2 separate regions of the Mus musculus genome follow, and region 2 is linked to region 1. The links are chromatin contacts, called in public Hi-C maps. All regions are on one chromosome and are shown on one strand. Each heading gives the region's core, a stretch centred on a gene start, on an enhancer-like site or on the middle of the called end of the contact. The rest is flanking DNA. Distances are from core to core; before and after follow the strand shown. Region 1 overlaps Sel1l3 (sel-1 suppressor of lin-12-like 3 (C. elegans)). Region 2 has its middle 56 kb from the start of Gm40303.

Region 1 (5,404 bases), core at 1,812-4,311:
CACACACACATTCCACATACACATACATGCATACAGTCACGTATGTGTACATGAACACTCATACATTCATGGACACATACCATATACACGTGTATTGTTCACAAATGAACACACACTTGAATATACAAATAAACACACACACACCTCCGTATCCCGTAGAGATTAGTTCCAGGACCCCTACAAGCAATGAATCCGTGGTTCCTGTTTCTTATCTAATGTGATATGGTAATTGTAAACTCTGAGCCTCAGGCGTTCCTTAAATGTACTTGACCACTGTCCCACAGCCCCAACTCCTCTTCCACGTTCTAAATCACTACTAGATTACTTACAATTCTTAATATACTGTAAATAACATATAGATGGCTACTACGCTGTGTTTCTTAGGAAGTAGTGAAAAGAGAAGAAATCAATACCTACTGAGGGCAGACACCTTGTCCTTCTGGAATGCTTTCAATCTCTGCTTGGTTGCAGCTGAGAGTGTGGTCTCTCAGAAAAAAATAAACAGCCACACACACATTACCTTCTGTTTATGTGCAATCATATTCAGGGATACTGGGGGGAACAGGGCATCAACATTTGAATTAGGAGGAACACAATCCTGCCCCTAAGATGGGTCACAGCAGCTCAGGAGAGAGCTGATGAAGGACATGAGGCGGTAGTAGGGGTAGAGATGGGGAAGAGAGAAAGTGGGGTGGCTATTAGATGGGGGTCAAGGCCACCCCCATTTCTTAGTGCAACCATTGATGTCCTTTGTGGAGGTGTTAGCAGTAGAGAAAGGAGATGCACGTGGCAAGGTTCCTTTGTGACTCTAAATGAAGAGTAAAAAAGAGTTAGGTGGAGATGAAGGAGTACTGTCAGTATGCAGAGACAGCTGTGGCCAGGGGTGTGACTGAGGCACCCCATGCCTCCCAGAAGCCTCAGAAAGAAAGGGGGGCAGGGGAAGAGGGAAAGGGAGGGAGAGGGAGAGAGGGAGGGAGAGAGAGGGAAGGGAGGGAAGGAGGAAGAGAGAGAGAGAGAGAGAGAGAGAGAGAGAGAGAGAGAGAGAGAGGATCTAAGAACTGGACTGAAGGAAAAGAACTCATTTGGAGTTCTTTTAAGCCACAGAATAAAAAGAGCCCTTCCAGTTTTACCCGAAGGAAAGTCTCGCTCAGTCACAAGCAGGGAGCAGAGTGAGAATCCTGATAAAGATGAAGCGATGTGCACCACGGAAGCCAAGCCGTAACAAGCACGAAGAAAGGCGTTATTGACAGACCCTTCCCTTGCTAATGAGAGGTCTGGCTTTCGAGAGCTAGCTCCTCGTTTGCTACATTATGCTGGTGAATTAATAGATACCTCAACAAAAGGACATTTAAATGAACGCTTGACACCTGCTTCAATCTTCAAGAAGCCATTAATTATGAATTCTTAAGAAAATGAGCGATGACACAACCCTAAGTGTATAATTCCTACCCACAGTGCCTAATCACACGGCCTTTCAGCTGCGAGACACATCTTTTCTGTTCATCTCCTCCGGTTCTGACCAATTAAACATTTTCGTTCATAATCATAACATTTCACATGCCAAATCTTCCAAAGAAAGGGAGCTTGTCAGCAACGCACTGCTTCCTGCTGCTAATTGATGCCGAATTCGAGTTCTTGAACGTGTGATCTATACGTGCGGGATGTGATGAACATGTTTGGGCTTTGTGAAAAGGTAAAGGCAGCCTTTGCCTTACAACCCAATTGTGTAAAAATGTTTCTTGTAGGGCAATATTTCTTGACAACGAAGATATTAATTAATTGCTGTGAGGCTGAGGTCAAAGTTTGCAAATCACGTATATACACAGAGAGAATAGTCGGCTTAAGTGGGTGTAGGCTTATTTGAAAAAAAGAAAAAGCCAACCTGATGTCATCTAAAGGAGTTAGAATAGCTCTATAGAGACAGATTTTTTTTTATGTCTTCTGTCCTTTTTCCTCCTCTTCCCCCTCCTCCCCCTCCTCCTCTTCCCCCTCCTCCTTCACACTTCTTCATCTCCTCCTCCTTCCCTGATCCTTCTTGGGACAGGGTCTCACAAATCCCAAGCTGGTATTGAATTTGCTATGTATCCAAGAGTGACCTTCAATTCCTGATCCTCCTGTGTCCTCCCTCCTCTGGGGTGCTGATTATACCTGGTTTCATGCGGTGCTGCGGATTGGTCTGTGTTCACACTAGAAAAGCGATCTACCAGCTAAGCTCCATCCTTAGGCCCACTTGTCTCACTCCGTCACATTTAACATTCACTGAAAGGCTCATCTCTCTGAGTGGTTTATTTCACAACAGTAGAGTGGCCACTGTAGTTGTTGTTGTTGTTGTTTTTCTTTTTCCAAGTATCAAACAGCATTTTTACACTGTAGGCTTCTGACTCAATCCCAGGGCAGTTTGGTTCCCAGTTTGTCACTAAGCTTGAGAGTCAATGATTCTGACCTAGCCAGCTCCGTCCCTCAGGCACAGGCAAATGCTGTCATGGTGCTTCATACTGGCTGTGGCTACACGGACCCAGATGCACGTTTATTTCCACATTTCCAGCAGGTGCAAAAAAAAAAAAAAAAAAAAGAAAGAAAGAAAAAAGAAAAAAACAGCAACAACCAAAAAAAAAAAACAAAAAAAAACAAAAAAAAAAACAAAAACAAAAAAAAAAAACAAAAAACAAAAAAAAAACCTCACCATACAGTGAAAGCTTGAAATACTCACCAGCTGGCCCTTTATGGAGATGGGGGGAAACCCTCTTAACCCTCACAGCAAACCAGTTGCATTATCAACGTGAACCATCTCACACACCTCTGTGTCCCTGAAGCCACCCAGCCCACTATCCCCTCTCCTGGACCTAGGTCTGTGCTGTCCGAGTAGGTTTTCCTGCTATTCCTCTGTAGACACCTTCACCGGCAGCCTTTTATTCTCAGTCCGGAAACAAGCCATCAGTGAGTCTAATCTAACGAATTCTGCTTTTTTTTTTTTTTTTTTTTTTTGGCAGATGTGAGCCACTGATGGCTTTGTCTGGTGAGTCAGCACGATTGGGAAGCCTGTAAGTAGGGGCTGCTGCTAGGCTCCCTCATCTATACCCTTAATGTGCTGTGGTGATGTCTTTAAGCCTCAGCCCCTTGGAAACAGTGAGTAGCAGAGTCCATATGAAGGAGCCCTTGCTCAGACACCCAGCACTGGGAACAGAGATGGACATAAGGCTGGCCTCTGTGTGTGGTAGACCATGCTTGTTCATCATGTACAGACAGAGGTGCTGAGAGGTGGGTCAATGCCTCCTCTCAATTTGATTCGTTCCCGCCTGACATCTCCAGACCTCAGCATCTCCTTCCTTCCTTCCTTCCTTCCTTCCTTCCTTCCTTCCTTCCTTCCTTTTTTTCTTTTTCTGGTTTTTCAAGACAGGGTTTCTCTGTGTAGCCCTGGCTGTCCTGAAACTCACTCTGTAGACCAGATTGGTCTTGAACTCAGAAATCTCCCTCCCAAATGCTGGGATTAAAGGCGTGCGCCACCACTGTCCTGCTTGTCCTATGGACAAAATGTTTATGTTTCTGATATGTTTTCCTTTTTTCAAGATCAAAATCTGCCTCAGGAGCCACCTCTCCTTCACGTGCCAGTTTGCTCACTCATGGGCAGCTCACAGACGTAGACTCACGGCCTGCTGTCCCCCTGCTAACCTGCACAGATGCAGGAAATGGGAACGGAAGATAAGGCACTAAAGTTTTCCTCTCCATCAGACCATGTACATCCTCAAAGAGCCAACACATAAACCAGATGCAGGTGCAGACACTATAACCTTGCTCAGAAGGCCCTGATAACCAAGCTGTAAGCACACTCAAATATCTCCATCGTACCTGGTCTCCCTGCAGTGTGTGCTGATCAAGGGGTGTCTTTGTAGCAATGTTGCTGTAGTAGGCATAGGACAGTTCCCAGTCCAGTGGGTAGCTGTCAACACCCTGGTAGTGTTTGTACCCAAGATTCATTGATGACAGTCTCTCACTGCCCTGGCCTCCAACCAGACTGTATAGCATGCCCTGTAAGGAAGAAATTGATAAAGTGTTCACAAGACTGTATAGATAAGGTTATAAAATCCCCTAAAGCCAAAAGGTCGTTGGCCCTGCTCCATCTCTCTAATCCCAGCCATCCTAAACACACACACACACACACACACACACACACACACACACAAAGACAAGCAATCATATGCAGAGATCAGAAATTAAAAGTGTTTGGAGAACATGGTGTTTTCTTGTGATAGTGTTATCTATCAATGTGACTATGCTGGCAGGGGCCCAGCGTCATTTCTCAGGGAGTCTGGTAGGCTGTTTCCAGTGAAATCTTGGAGATGGGTGTCTGAATAAAGCAGGTGGTCCTCCCCAGCCACAGATGGTCCTCCCCAGGCTGGGGGAGCAGCATCCCATTGAGAGCCTGAAAAGACCCAAAGGCAGAGGAAGGAGGGACTCATCCCTTTTGGCTTCCTGCCTGCCTGCCTGCCTGTGCTGGGACTCTCATCTTTTCCTGTCTAAGAGGTAGAATTTCCACTACCAGCTCCCCTGGTCAGCGGGCCCTTCTGGCTTTGACTAGAAACCCACCGGCAGCGGCGGGGGCTCGCCTGGCCTCCTGCTTGCAGATGGCAGAGCAGAGAACTTCTCAGACTTCATAATTGCATGAGCTGATTCCTCAGAATAAATCTCTCCCTAGATATATAAAATCCCATTGGTTCTGTTTTTCTGGAGAACCCTGACTAATACACTTGGGAAAATGTGACTCTGAATGTTAGGCACGTTGCATAATCAATTTGGATTCAAGACCCAAAGTAAAACTGTCTACTGCGGCATCTATTTTGATGGTAGAAGGATAGATGTGGCGACAAGGAGATCCATCGACTTTTATTAGCTAAAAAGTAAACTGAGGTGAGGACCTCGACCTGGGGACCACTGCGTTTATCAATATTATCCTGACTTTGAAGGACAGGATCCCAGCCGGCTCTGCTCAAACTGTCCCTTGGATGGTTGACCAAAACATGAAAGCCATGTGCAGAAATGGAGATGTGTATTTTTTTTTCCTCCCTGAAAACAGGTTATTGTGTAGTTCCACAGCCCAAGGACATTTTTCCCTAGGTGTAGAGATTTTTAGGGGACTCCAAGGAGCTGCAACACATCCAGTGCTAGCAGGGGCATCTCTCAGCACACATAACCCAGGTGACAGGTGCTCCTGGACTCATGAAATACTCCACCTGCAGCTGATCCCGAGGTCCATTTAATCCAGTTTCATAGAAGACGGTGAGGTAGTAGGATGCTTTATGGTATCCACAGCAGCTGGAATCCATCAGAAAGGGGATGGCAGAGCTAATTTGGTGAAGGCCATCAACGCCAGAGAGTCTCTTTACAGCCTTCTCAAATATCCTTGCAC
Region 2 (5,404 bases), core at 2,082-4,581, 170 kb after region 1:
GTGCCCCGGGCATCATACCCCACCCCCACCTCTGTGGCAGGAGCCAGGTTCTTTTATACAGGTCAGTACCTTTTATTCCATTTCAAAAGTCTAAGTCTGAAAAATCAAAACACCTCAGGAGATGTGAGGCAGCTGGTTTAGATTAATACATAAGTACAAATGACTGAGTGCAGACCTTTTGTCCCTGCAAGGCAGAACTTTAAAAGCAAGGAGAGGTGGGGGCTGGCGTGGGGAAACAGAAAACACTGCTCAGCCCAGCCCCAGCTCTTTCCTTACTGCCCGGTGGGTCTTGGAACAAGTTCATTAGCAAACAGCGAAAGCAAGCTGCAGTAGCCAGCTCTGGCTGGTCACAGCTTCCTGGGTGGCCTTGTCTCACCCCCAATTAATGTAGCCTTTCCTTCCCACATCATGGTCCCTTCTGTACCTGACTTTCACTTTCTATGGGCATCTTTGGTGGGTGGGTGTGTGGGGGGTAGATGTCCAACTCCCCATTCGCATAGTACTATGGTATGGATATTATATGTCTCCAAAAGGCTCCTCCTGTGCTCGAAGCTTGGTCCCCAGGGTGTTGACATGCAAATGCTTTGAGAGGTGAGATCTAGGAGACGGTGACAATTAGACATTGGGGGTTCCATCTCTGCCAGGTTTTGAAGATACCAAGGAATCTTTGCTGAGATACCCTTGCTAAGTTGTGCAGAGCCTCCAGCCACCGTGAGGAGGAGGCAAATAAGCCTTTTTACCTTTTAAGTTACAAGCCTCAGGCTTTACGCTAAAGCAATACAAAGTGGTCTATGGTGCAGGGTAAAAGCTATCATTTACTTCTTTAGTCACTCTCCCTTCTCTTCCCCTGCCTCTAAAGATCCCAGAGAGTGAGAGCCTAGAGGGTAGGGACCAATCCTGTGTTCCGCAGGTCACAGTGAGGGGATCAGCAAGTTTCTCTTGGATTACTTCTATTAAAGGAAATCTTCCAACTCTTGGAAGCAAACGAGCCTAGGACTGAGTGACTTGCGGTCCTTCCGAATGGATGAATTACAGCTGTTCATCCTTACAGGGGTCCTCAGGGGTGGTCCTACACATGCTTTCTGAATGTTCTTTCAATGTCTTTAGGAGAGTTTCCCCACTCCTTGCAGAAGAAAGCCAGATACTGAGTATGCTGTGTTAGCACACAGCTTTCCATCCTGCATAAATGCCAATGGCCGGATTCCCTTGCTAGCAGGGAAAGCCTAGGGTTGTGTTGCTGTCACGTATGATACACTGAGAACCAGTTTTGTGCCTACGCCAGCAAGCTAATTTTAACATTTCTTTCCTTCCTTCCTTTCTTTTTTTTTTTTTTGCATAAACATCTAAAATATTATTTAAATAAGCTTCGCCTTCAACCTAGTTTCCCTGTTATTTTCAATGAGATCAATAACACATTGACATGCATCCACTTTATACGTTGTAAAAGCCGTGTCTTTCAGCTCCTTGGAAACTGTGTTTTGATATCTCACAGGAATTGTGAAGTGCCTAAATAATAGTAGCCCCCACTGTGTTTTCTTAAGACCTGGACCCCACGCTGACATTTTCTATGCCATCTCTCTAGTCCTCACTGGGGCTTGTGAAGGGGATCTTTATTTCATTAGCGAGCTCTGTGGCTCAGAAGAGTCCAGCAATGTGCCCAGGCTGGGCACAGAACTTTACTCTCTCTGGTCCCCAGGATAGCCCCAGAGCACGGAACCCATGATCCTGCATTTTTAGAAAATCAAGGCTTATTTACCTGGTAAATGGCTCAGTCAGGTCTGGGAACCCGACATTCACCTACTTCTATTTCATCAACCAGGTGACCTCTGAGAAGTCCGCGGTTCCTGGCACAGTAGAGACACCGTTGTTGGGAGTCAAGAGATGCGGGAGTAGGCTGAGACTCTTAGATAGCTCCATGGCAACGTATGCATCTCCTCCTTGATCCATAGAACATGGAGACTACTGCCTAAGAACGTAGCTGCTGGTCCCTAAAACATCAGGGACCGGAAATGAGGGATGAACCAGAAATGAATTGAGGATAGTCAGTGACCATTGCTGTGGTGTGTGTTGTGATTTTGGGAAGAGGAAGTCTATTGGGGAGAGTATGGGGAAAAGGTTTGCTGTTGATGTTGTTGTTGTTGTTGTTTTGAGGCAGGGTCTCATAGAGCCCAGGTTGATCTTAAATTTGCCAGGTAGCAAGGATGGCTTTGAACTCATTTTCCTGCCACCGCCCCCCCCCCCCCATCTCTCTGGTTCTGGAATTACAGATGTGGAACGCCACATCTGGCTTCAAAAATGCCTTTTTCAAAGAGAAGGAAAAAAAAGGAAAGAAAAGAAAAAGATTGCATGGTGATGTCTGTACAGAACCGAGGAGCAAGCCCAATCCAGTGCAGCGCCCTCTACAGACCCCTGTGGGACACAGGCCCCCTCTAGGAATGAGCAGAGCAGACTGGTGTTTCTGACGGTTCTGCTCAGCACTTCTGTCCGTAGTGTTTCAATCCATCGCAAAGGGCTACAGACAGGTGCTTAAACAATGGAAACCGATTTTCTCACAGTGCTCAAAGTGAAAACGTAAGGTCTTGGCAGGATGCACTTCTATCGCCGTCTCTCCCTGGCCTGTAGACGGCATCTTTCCTTGCGACTTCCCAGGGTCTTCTATCTGTGTGTCATGTCCTAACGTCTCCTCACAAGCCCAGCAGACAGGCCGAGGGTGGGGCCCACCCAGGTGGCCTTGTTTGGCCTGACCTCTTAGAAGGCCCCATCTCCAAATGCTGTGAAGTAATAATGTCTCAAGTGGCTGAAGGGTGTTCACAGGAACTTGAGGTTGATGAACCTCTGCTTACAAGAGGCCAGGAGCTACTATTTCCTGGTTTTCAGAAAAGGAAACAGGGGGACAGAAAGATCGGTAACTTATCCCGATATATAGCTAACAATAGAAACAGCGCTGAGCAGAACTAGCCGGATACTATAGCCTGAGCACAGAGCTCCTGCCTGCACACACCCACACCCACAGAGGTAGGGCTGTAGCCATTCATGATTCTCTAGTGCAGCAATCAAGACTTAGGCGACACCTCTTGGCCAAGGTCACTTAACTTGACAGATGGCAGAACAGGAGTTCCAGCCTAGACATCCTGTCTCCAAGTCCAGTCCCACGAGGCCCCCTTAACAGGCTCCTTTGACAGCAGATGGGGTTAGCAAATGGTTCTAGGGAAGTGGGGGAGAGTTTGGGGATAGTGTAATTGATCCTCTACCCCGTGGTGTCCTTACAAGGGATTTTGTGAGACAATGGCTTCCTCGCACCATTGACATAAGTTTTTCAGGAACTGCGATGAAGCTAGAACATATCCAGGCAATGCTGATGGAGAGGATGTGAGTCCAACCTCTTTGAGATTCCCACTCCCTTGTAGGTTTGCCCACTTCTAGGTCCTGTCCCAAACAACACAACCCTTCTTAATACTAATAGCACTCATTAGGGATGAATCTACCCCCCATTTCAAGTACCTTTTTGTACAGCCTTCTTTAACCTTCTCAACAGCTCAGAGAGTCAAGGGTAGCATTGTGACTTCTCTGTTTACATACCAAGAAAGACCCTGGGGCAGCTCCTTCCCCAGGGTCACTTAGGCTGTAGTTGAGGGAGCCTGCACAGCCTAAACTCTAGCCCTCTTCATGGATAACTGACAGAGAACTGATGGATCACCGCCCCCCACCCCCCGACTTTCTTAATGTATTGCTTGGTTTTCCAGGAAAAGCTAAGCACACCTGCTCTATGACACATTTTCCCTTAAAACCTTTAATCAGGAAGGGCAGGGAAGACCCCAGGGAGACATCAGGGACCCTCTGTGGGGACGGGGTCCAAGATGCTCTGGGGCAGAGGAAATAATTCAATCTTGAAAAGTCAAGGGACACTTGGTAAGTGGAGTGACAGCTCCCTGGCTCTTCAGGGCTGGCTAGGGATTCACCAGGCAGACAGACAGATGTTGGCACAAAGGATAGCAGTGGCTGATATGTATGGAGCTGGGAACCACATAGAAAGGGGGTCAGCCCAGAGTCAAAGCTGATGATGGGGTACCATGCTGAGAGAGCAGCTTTATTTTTGTGACTATGACATTTTAAAGTCCCAAGGATTCTTGAAATGATGTGGTCTTTAAACTCCACGAAGGATTTTACTGACACTGCAGTCCCCTTAGTAGCCCAGGAGCCTCACAAGCCTCGTCTCCCATCCCAGGCCTCCCTTCTGGCCTCACCTCCCAGCCTCTGGTCTTCATGGCAGGCCCTCCCTTCCTGTTCTTCTGAGAAAAGCCAAGCACCTGACTTAGGCTTTGACCTTGTCACTCCGCATACCTAGCTTCTCTTCTTACCCTTTAGCACAATTCCATCTCATGAGCTAGCTATGGTCATCAGAACTTTAGTACCGCTCTCGAGAAAGGTTTATTAAATGAATGAATGAAGTCCATTTTAAAAAAAATTCCAATTCGTTGAACGTGAGTGTACGGAGAGCTGTAAGCCATCATTGCACTGAATAATTAACTGGGACACACAGTTGCCTTTCGGCATCCCTGATCACTCTGTTATGCCTGAATTGCCTGCAGGTCACCAACAGAACCTCTAGTAAGGGTCTGGGCTGCAGTCAAGGTGAGGCAGCTTAGCAATTTGGCTCTTGTGCTCAAGGCTCCATCTAACAACCGTGCTCCTACAAACACGTCTCAGCACCAGAAAAGAAGCCGTGAAATTGCCTGAATTGAGAAGCTGACAGGAGAGCAAAAGGGCCCTGTCAAAACCCAACTTAGCTAAAAGACAAAAAGGCAATTCTGTCTAGCTACAGCAGCATGTTCCTAAGACTGGGAGAGGGGAGAAGGATGGCTTCCCTCCCTCCTCGTCCCCTCCCCTTCCCCTTACCTCCTCCCTTTCTTCTACGCTTCCCCCAAGCCTTCTTTGGCCCTCACTGTCTTCCTACATCCTTAATTGAAGGGTGAGTGAAATCACTTGTCTTCAGGAAAAGATATTCCTGACAAATTAGTGGTGGTCAAAATAGCAATAATGTCTCCCAAAAGCGCAAGCACCCTCTCTCTCTCTCTCTCTCTCTCTCTCTCTCTCTCTCTCTCTCTCTCTCTCTGGAAGTGGAGAGTCAGGATCAGCTCTTTTGATATTTGTGAATTCTCTCCCCTATCTCTTCAAGGCACTGGCCTCTTGTCTTTGTTCCCTGGCTCATTCAGCACAACAACAGCAACGTCTCCGGCAGAAAGTTCCTGCATTCTGCAATTTTATTCAGGACTTGGGTTTACGTCTCACGGTGTTAGTCCCTCAGGGTCAATGATACCATTAGCTGATTATGAAGAAGCCAAGATCCTCTTTATTGGGTGCAGCTCTACATGGCTTTGTTTTGTTTCCAGATTGGGTCTGATTG

What was found. A called contact is a pair of places that touch in the nucleus more often than the background predicts.
Region 2: a Hi-C map of the N1E-115 cell line shows a contact between it and region 1, with 4 times the contacts expected there. The contact joins two enhancer-like sites. A contact is called at or near these places in 4 of 484 Hi-C or Micro-C datasets (the N1E-115 cell line, embryonic stem cells, nephron progenitors and 1 more) and 1 of 9 other capture datasets (embryonic stem cells).

The regions. Positions count from the first base shown.
Region 1 is chr5:53,150,325-53,155,728 of GRCm38.p6, forward strand. It overlaps Sel1l3 (sel-1 suppressor of lin-12-like 3 (C. elegans)), which reads right to left. Exons shown (of 24, transcript NM_172710.3): 10 at 5,229-5,404; 11 at 3,847-4,026. Among named protein-coding and RNA genes, the nearest start is that of Sel1l3, 60 kb to the right of the region's middle. Within about 2 kb of position 3,062, at least 25 of the 459 cell types and tissues checked have an H3K27ac peak or open chromatin away from gene starts, as enhancers often do. A contact at or near this core is called in the N1E-115 cell line, where this site is marked.
Region 2 is chr5:53,320,265-53,325,668 of GRCm38.p6, forward strand. No RefSeq gene overlaps it. Among named protein-coding and RNA genes, the nearest start is that of Gm40303, 56 kb to the left of the region's middle. Within about 2 kb of position 3,332, at least 3 of the 459 cell types and tissues checked have an H3K27ac peak or open chromatin away from gene starts, as enhancers often do. A contact at or near this core is called in the N1E-115 cell line, where this site is marked.